Linked DNA regions of Mus musculus: region 1 is linked to region 2. Evidence: chromatin contacts called from public HiChIP or PLAC-seq data. All regions are on one chromosome and are shown on one strand. Each heading gives the region's core, a stretch centred on a gene start, on an enhancer-like site or on the middle of the called end of the contact. The rest is flanking DNA. Distances are from core to core; before and after follow the strand shown.

Region 1 (4,596 bases), core at 603-3,102, 250 kb after region 2:
GTGAGAGTGTGTGCAGATGTGAGAACCCTGTTAAGTGTGGGCCCATAGGAGTGCATGTAAGGGGCGGGGGTGTGTATGAGAGAGGGGGGGACGGGGGAAGAAAGGGAGAGAGATGGGGGAAAATATGCAGGTGTACTTAGAAATACTGAGGATATCAGAATGTTGCAATGACATTATTGGTTCTGCGTAGTGGGAGTTTCAAAGTCTTTTCGTGTATATACAGGCTGTGAGCTGTGGCTTTATAATGTGCACACATAATTCTACACGGGAGGTAGGGTGCTCTTTCTCAGTTTTGAAACTTTCAAGGGAAGTCTGAAACAGCCACAGGAAAACTTCACCCTCTCACCTTAGTGTTGGGAAAGAAAAAAGGGTCAGGAGCTGGCTAGCACAGCTGCTTTTTGTACATATTTTTTTGCCTGCAGCCAACAGTCAGTCAGTCCTTAGGCTTAAAAGAATCTCCATCAGCATACCGCTCACCAAGTCCTCAGCTCAACAGAGCCCTCTTTCTGGTCCCCAGTTGGACAGACCCTGTCCTGGTCCCCAACTGGACAGCTACCCTACCCCATGCCACCCCAGCTGGGGCATTTCCCACTCCCTAGATGCCTCTTTGCCTGTACAGAGTAAAAAATTTTGAAAAGTATTTGGAGATTTCTAGAAGGATCTGTGGTCAGTTGATCATTTGACCCATGAATCGCCCACCAGAACTCAGCAATTCTTATAAAGGAAAGCATTCAATTGTGGCTATGCTACAGTTCATAGGTTTCGTACTTTATCATCATGATGAAAAGCATGGCAGTATGCCAGCAGACATGATGCTGCAGAAAGGGGCTAAGAGCTCTACGTCTTGACCTAAAGGCAACAGGAAGTGAACTGGTTTGAGCTTCTGAGACCTCAAAACCCACCCCCTTTAATAAAACCCCGCCTACTCCAACAAGGCCACATCTCCTAATAGTGCCATTCTCTATGAACCAAGCAAACACTTGAGTCTATGGGAGCCGTTCCTATGTTCCTATGTTCCTATTCAAAACATCACAAGGTGACCCATCTTACTACCTCATACCTCAGTAGAACAGGAACCATAAGGAGGATAGCAAGTGGAGTCAAGCTCCCACCAATAGAGCAAGACACAGTCATCACTTGCATTAAAATATGAACTTCTCAAACACACAACTGTGGGGAGCCGCCCTCACATTCGCCACTACAAGATGGCGCTGACATCCTGTGTTCTAAGTAGTAAACAAATAATCTGCGCATGTGCCGGGGTAGTTCTCCACTCCATGTGCTCTGCCTTCCCCATGACGACAACTCGGCCGATGGGCTGCAGCCAATCAGGGAGCGACACGTCCTAGGCGGAGGATAATTCTCCTTAGAAGGGACGGGGTTTTGCCATTCTCGCTCTTGCTCCTGAAGAAGTAAGCAATAAAGCTTTTGCCGCAGAAGATTCCGGTTGTCCTGAGCGTGTTCTTGCCGGTGGAACAAAAGCTTGGGCAATACACAACCATGTGTGCTTCATGGTTTGGTTTGGGTCATGACTCACCCTTCTATAAAAAGTAATTGCCTTGCTAGATTAATTTCACTTTGCTAGTGTGCTTCTTTGTGTGACACTAAGAATATTCTTTCCCGACACCAATGATTCCATATTCTCTTGGATACTTCCCAGCTTCCTCTGCAGTGGGCCATGTGGCTATTGCCAGCCAATAGACTCTGAGTGTCCACTTGTGGGGCTTGTGGAGTTATTACACGTCCTTGTCCTTCTTTATACTCTTCTTAATAGGTTCAGGCAGCTCAATGGCCTCAAATTTCACCAGTGACACAGAGCAGGTGGCTCAATCTGCATGACATTTGGGAAATAAGTGGGGATTTCCTTGGGGAGGGGGCGCAATCGAGTGACTCAGCAGCAGGAGTGCACCTGCACAAACACCAGGCAGAGGAAGTGACCCGGCTATGCAGATAGAATTTGGGTTAAAGGTTTCTTTTGTTTTGCTTTGCTTTGTGTACCTTGGAGACTTAGCATATTTGCTGCTGTCTATTTCTTCATATTCAATGGCTGGGATTCCTAACTTTTAATTGAAACTCCTCAGCTTATTGTTCCCTGTCTCCTCCTTGGAGCAGCTAATGACCAGTAAACAAATCCACAAGGGCCCAGCCTAACTTTGGTTTACACAACACTTTCTGAAATGCTGAAAAAGCCCCTGCTTCAGGAAGGATGCAGTTCCTGAGCTTGCCTTGCTGATCGGTGGCCTCCCACTGCTGCAACTGAGGCTTTCCCTTTGCTCTCAACTGTGCTGAGAACCGGGCTACTTGGAACTGCTTGGTGAGAAGGGCTGATTCAACCTATCCCCTCCAATGCCCAGACCGCGCTTCAAGTAAGGCGTTAGAGATCCCTAGCAGCCTGCACCCAAAGTCCATTCATCCTCATCCGCAAACAGCCAGCTTAAGCGGCCTCTGTGGGAGCTTTAACCCAGAGACAGGGCTAATTAATTTCAGGTTTAATAAAATTTAATTAGGTTTACATTTCAAACCCTTCGTGCTTGTCCTTGAGGGGCTGATGCTGGTTTGGTGCTCAGTGTCTTTTTTCGTAACAGTTCCAGAAGTGATCGGTGGGATCAAAGAGAGGAGCGAGCACATGGGTAGGGAGTCAAGTCCCCACCCAGGACCTAAAAAAAAATGCTTTCAACCTCAATCACAGAGCAAGGCAGCCCTTTGCATCATCTACCACAGCAGTGAAAGGGGAGCAGAGGCTCTTGTAGAAAAAGGGCTGAGACACTCGGAAAAACACTCAGAAGGTCTGAATGAAGCTGAGTCTGGGGACAATTGAATTCACACTGAGATCATGAAGAGTGTGCGGGCGTGAGCTGGATCTGAGCTCCAATCCCAGATCTGTTTCTTACCTCAGTTTCCTCTTCTGTGAAATGAGTAACATCATTCCCTCCGCATAATGGGAAGGACTTAGAGATAACCTGTGCGGGATGTTGATGCTGCTTTTGAGCACAGTTCTGTCTTCTCTGCTTCCCTTCCTTTCCTTTTGTTCTCCAAGGTGTTTCAAGCATCAAGCTCAAATCCATCCTGTGTTCTACTTCTGGGAAAACACAGACTAGCATCTTCACTATTTCCCCTGTCCCTCAAGAAACATTAAAAGGTGAATAGATAAGCAAAATGTGATCTGTCCGTTAGTGAGATTACTTTTCAGTCATAAAGGAGGAGGAGGAGGCCAGAGAGGAGGAGGAAGAGAACAGGAAGGAGGAAGACAAGGAGGAGGAGGAAGAGGACAGGGAGGAGGAAGACAGGGAGGAAGAAGACAGGAAGGAGGAAGACAGGGAGGAAGAGGGTAAGAAGGGGGAAAACAGGGAGGAGGAGGAAGACAGAAAGGAGGTGGAGAGGGAAGAAGAGGAAGAGGACAGAGAGGAGGAAAAGTAAGAGGTGGCAGGAACATTGATACAGGCTTCAGTGTGAACATCCTTTGAAAGAGTTCAGACACAAAAGGTCACTTATAATACAATTTTATTATATGAAATATATCATAATGAAAGAAGTGAATGGTGGGTGACTAGGGCTGACAGTCAGGACTAATGTTCAGAAATTGTGTTTATTGATCAATAACCTATAATTACTATAACAAAAATCTTTGAAATGAACATCTTATAAGGAGGAAAGGTTCTAGACTCACAGTTTTAAAGCTTCCTGGTCATATTGTTCTGGCAGGAGTGTATGGCACACAAGGTCTGTTCACCACATGTAGGCTAGGCAGCAAAGAGAGAGGGGGTAGATGAGATTGGGCTCCAACATTCCTTCCCACCCTCCCAGCAGCCCGGATTCTAAGTCAGCTCCACTCCATAAAGTCTCTACAACAGCAGTTCTCAGGTGGTTCTCTGTGGGCTCACTACCCCCTTGAGGGTTGATTGACCCTCTCACAGGGATTGCATATCAGACATGCTGCATACCAGATATTTGCTTTACAATTCTTAATAGTAGCAAAATTACAGTTATGAAGTAGCAACATAATAACTTTGTGTTTGGGGGTCACCCAACAGGAAGAACTGTATTAAAGAGTAACAGCGTCTGGAAGATTAAGAATCTCTAGTGTAGAACCTCCAAACAGCACCACATACTGACAACCAAACCTTCCAACACAGGTATCTGGGAACACTCCAGATCCAACTTACAGCACTGCTTAATGGGTAGAGAGTTTTGTTTTGAACTGATGTCTTGTTTTGAAAATTGAAGCCATTGTTGCATAGCTAAATGCTACTGGACACAGTATGGGTTCAATGGCTGTGTTATGTGACTTATGTCTCTATTTTTTCATTGAGTATCTTCAATTCAACAATTCTACTTTTAAATCATTCTTAAAAACAAAAAGATGGACCTAAAGGACCCACTAATACCACTCCTGGGCATATACCCAGAAGATGTTCCAACTGGTAAGAAGGACACATGCTCCACTATGTTCATAGCAGCCTTATTTATAATAGCCAGAAGCTGGAAAGAATCCAGATGTCCCTCAACAGAGGAATGAATACAGACAATGTAGTACATTTACACAATGGAGTACTACTCAGCTATTAAAAACAATGAATTTATGAAATTCTTGGGCAA
Region 2 (4,373 bases), core at 1,432-3,931:
TGTTTTACAATACATTGGTGAAAATTATATACTTGCAGTGTTTTGAAACTCAAAAATAAGTCTATTCAGAAAGGAAAAAAAAATCACAGTTGTAACGGGAAAAAACTACCAAATGTATACAGTATAGGAATCCATTGCTCTATTACAATATAGATCTAAAAGTGCCCCCCTTCAAACCCAGATGCGTGAAGGTTCCCCACTGCAACATTAATAAGAGGTAGGGCTTCCAGAGTGTGATTATATCTTGATGACTCTGACCTCATCAATGGAATAATAAATTAATAGATTCATAATTTGGTAGAATTACTGGGAGGTGGCAGAAACTTTAGAATGTGGGGCCTACTTGAAGGAAGTAGGTCACTGAGTAAACGCCATCCCTCCTCTAGCTGAGAGCCTCCTATCTCCTATGGTGTGACCAATCTATGTTACCACACATGCTCCTAACTGTGGTGCTTCCCCTCACCATGGACTCAGAATTAATGGAGCCAAGTGAGTATAAACTGTCTTCTCTGAGACTGTGAGCCAAAAAAGCCTTTAATCTTCTGAATTGTTTTTCTCAGGTTCTTTCTTACACTGGTGGGATGGTGACTCAACCACCTGCACTGAAATAAGAACAGAAATAATAAATGTCTAGAATATCATATGTATCAATAGCAGAGATGTCTAGGCCAGTGGGTCTCTATTTAGGATGGTGGCCTGCACAGTGATGAAAGGACTGTCACAAGTTGCCCAGGGACAGAGGCATGTAGCCAAATATACATGACTAACACAAAGCTGCTGCTTAATGCCTAGTAAATAATAGTATTCAATAGATTAACGTGGTCACTCCAAGAATATTGTGTTTATACTGGCCATTGTATCTCTACAAATGTAGAAATAAACCAAACCAAACTCAGCAAGTTTCCGGGTCTGACAGTGAGAAGTGGCTGTCTGGTAGATGGGGAACTGTAAGGAACAAGATATAAATGACATAAGGAAATGATACCATGGCGGAACGTAACCATGGAAACAAAGCCTATAGTGTGTGCATGAGTATGATAATATTGAAGTAAGGCAAATGCCCAGTGAAGTAATGTGTGAATGCCTTAATTAAGATTGGCTAAGAGTAGCTTAAATACCTTGTCTAGCCATGGCAAATCACTCGCTCCCAGAGTCCCGAGTCCCACAAAGATGCCAACATGCTGAGAGATCGAGTCCACCAGAATCCACCAACCCGGATGCCTGCCACCGAACAAGATGAGCCCGCACCGAGGACCGAGCTCCAGCTGGGCCTGAAAGCAGAAGGACACAGCTCGAACCTTACTCAACGTGCCACCATTGAACCAGGCAAGACATGGGCCTGACCAGAGGTTAGTGAAGTGTGTGTGTGTGTGTGTGTGTGTGTGTGTGTGTGTGTGTGTGTGTGTGAATGAATGTGATCCCATTTTGCTACTTATTTGTTTCTTGCTACTTATGAATAAATAAACTATTATGATCTGACCTCTGAGTCTGAGGCTTCCTTCTTGCTTCTGTCCTCAATCCTAATTCGTGACAAGAACAAGGCCCCAAGGGAGTCCTCGGCTGGCTTTTTATTCTGTGAAATGTTGGTGTTATATTATATAAGCATCAGTCATGGGATAATGTCCAATCAGGTCCTTTTCCAAAGCTTCTTGGACCCTAAAGGAATAAGATCACTGGCAAGCTTACAAATTACAATCTTGGATATAAAAATTGTCCTGTCCCTCATGGAAATCATAAGAGATCCAAAGAAATATCGAGATGACTGAAGCCCCTTGGTCATTTTATAGTTGGATGTTTTATATTCTGGAAATGAGAGGGGAGAAAAGATTGTGGTAGATGGCACTATTTGCTTCCCCAGCAGCTGTAACCATCGCTTTTCTCTCCTCTTAAGGAAGTATCTCTAATGATGACCTTTGTGCTCCCTAGTGAGAAGTTAAACTTAACTTTAAGACAGTCTGGCACCTCCCTTGTCTCTAAGGAGTGCAAAGTGGATACATTTGGAGGACACATTTGGAGTTCCAGAGTCCAAAAAAGCATCCTCACTCCTGACACCGACTGCAAGTCCAGGGGTCTTCTAACACCCTGGGCTGGCCTTGGTGACACACAGTACCCCATGAACAGGTAGCTATGAACCTGAGTCAAAGCAAACCTCTTCTTCCTCAAGTGGGGTTCTTCAGGTTTCTTGTTACCACAGTGCACAGCGAATAACATGGTGTGGAGAGCCTTTGGGGGCCGCTTGCTTCTAGATACTTGTGAGGAATTTTATATGGAGCCAGGACAGAAGGGAGGTCAAGGCAGGGATCTGGCTTGTGGGCCTGGTCTCAGGAAATAGGCCCAGATTAAGAACATTTACATTTGAGTTAATGCAAAACATCCCTTTTGTCTTGATAATCTCTCCAGCACCTTAGAACCCAGGTTTATAGAATTTTGTTTATTGCCTTGCTTATTCCTTGACCCAGAACTGATCTTATCATTTTGCATCACTTAAAAGAAGACTAGAAAAAACAAAAACAAAAACAAAAACAAAAACAAAAACAACTTTCAGCCTCAGAACTGGCTGGGATCTTGCTACAATGTTGTCTAATTATCTTTTTTCTTTTCAATTCTCATTCCTGCCCTGTAGAACCTGTTGACTGACTGAGCTGTCTCAGTCACCACAGCAGGATCCTGGGAAGCCTGTCTGAAGTTCAGTGTTCTTCCCTCCCTGTGTGACTATGAGCAGCTCTCTCAATGGTTCTGAACCCACATTTCCTAATCTGAGAGAGACTGAAAAAATGACTTGCTTAATTAACAGTATTTGGGGAAAAATCATGTGATAACTTTTGCCTTTGAGGAAAAGAACCCCCATTAAAACAACCTTAGCAAGAAACAGAAGCTCATTTGGTGGCAGATGATGCATGTGCACATTATCTCAAGGCCACATGGCAGTGCTGAGGTAAACAGCTTACCTGGGGTATTACAGGGGCCCTTTGGGAGGAGCTACCCCAGACTGAGTGCAGGTCTATTTCCCTAGTTACATCTTAAAGAGTGGATTGTTCACATGGTGTGAACTGAGGAGGGCTCTAGAATGAAGAGGTAAAGAGCAACATGAAACATACATAAGAATATTTTCTTCATATAGGCAAAGTACATTTCCTGAAGTGGCTTTGAATTCATTCTGTAGCTAAAGCAGATCTTCACCATACAATGCCCCCTGCCTTAGCCTAGCAAGTAACTGGAATTACAGGTCTATAAAAAAACAAGTAAACAACAACCTGGAGCACTATATCTTAATTTCTGTACAGTTCCCACCAGATGAGTAACTGAGAAATGGACAGATGCATGTTATTGAATATACACATGCATAAAAATATTACACAAACTGAAGGAAAAACAATGGATGAGTTTAGGAATCTTCAGAGATATGCTGAACACCTGTGTTCCCAGGATTTCTTGATTTTTCCCTGTGGTTTTAATACCTGAACTAGAGAGGCACATTTGGAGAAACTTGCTTTGAGTAGGTCATCTTAGAGCTAGAACACAGCTCAACACTACATTGTTTGCCTAAGCAACACACACACACACACACACACACACACACACACACACTCATATTATTATCCACATTTTACAGGTGATGGAACTAAGACTCTGGAAGGTTATCACTTTCCAAGGGATGCACAGTCTCTAATGATGGAGAGGAGTTTATAGTCTAATCTGACTTCAAATCTCAGATTCCAATCATTTTTTAAAATAATATTACATTTTGAAAAAAAGCATCATCTGGTTTTGAAAGAAAATGAAATTTAAGACTTGTGATCCATGTAACTCATGTCAATTAGTCCAAAGAGTTGTTTGCAAGCTTAGAAGCCTGGGGCTGAGAACATTGTGGAGCAGGCCAAGACATGCCAGTGCAGGCCTGTCGTTAAGACATTCCTGAGGCTGCTTGGCCATAAAGATAAAGAGAATGACATGTCTGGACTGGCCCGGTGCCTCCCTATCTCCCGCCCTTCTGACATGGGTTAAATGTTAACCAATGCTCTGCTGTTACCTCGATCTGCACGTACAGTCTGCTGATGTTTAAATGAACCAATCATGTGAAACCGCACCAATTCCTCCCCCAGCCCCAGACCCTTTTCTATAAAAACCCCTAGCTTTCAAGCCACGTGGCTGACAACCGTTGTCTCCTGTGTGAGATACGTGTCAGTCCGAGCTCTGTCATTAAACTACCTCATGTGTTTGCATCAAGACGGTCTCTCATGATTCTGTGGTTGCATGCCGACTCGGGATACGAGTGATGGTTTCCCCACTAGGTTCTTTCAATTTCACTGATGGTTTCTAGATGTTATTGAGACACATAAAATCATGCATGACCTTGAAGTCATGCTTGAAGC

What was found. HiChIP or PLAC-seq counts read pairs in DNA pulled down with a chosen protein or histone mark.
Region 1: an H3K27ac HiChIP or PLAC-seq map of epiblast stem cells shows a contact between it and region 2. The contact joins two enhancer-like sites. A contact is called at or near these places in 4 of 39 promoter capture datasets (embryonic stem cells, hippocampal neurons and stem cell-derived epiblast-like cells), 2 of 484 Hi-C or Micro-C datasets (cerebral cortex and cortical neurons) and 3 of 115 datasets of contacts at active chromatin or transcription factors (embryonic stem cells and epiblast stem cells).

The regions. Positions count from the first base shown.
Region 1 is chr16:13,012,214-13,016,809 of GRCm38.p6, forward strand. No RefSeq gene overlaps it. Among named protein-coding and RNA genes, the nearest start is that of Ercc4, 95 kb to the right of the region's middle. Within about 2 kb of position 1,853, at least 12 of the 459 cell types and tissues checked have an H3K27ac peak or open chromatin away from gene starts, as enhancers often do. A contact at or near this core is called in epiblast stem cells, where this site is marked.
Region 2 is chr16:12,766,045-12,770,417 of GRCm38.p6, forward strand. It overlaps 4930414F18Rik (a long non-coding RNA gene), which reads right to left. Exons shown (of 3, transcript XR_875912.3): 2 at 1,119-1,271. Among named protein-coding and RNA genes, the nearest start is that of 1700003L19Rik, 43 kb to the right of the region's middle. Within about 2 kb of position 2,682, at least 5 of the 459 cell types and tissues checked have an H3K27ac peak or open chromatin away from gene starts, as enhancers often do. A contact at or near this core is called in epiblast stem cells, where this site is marked.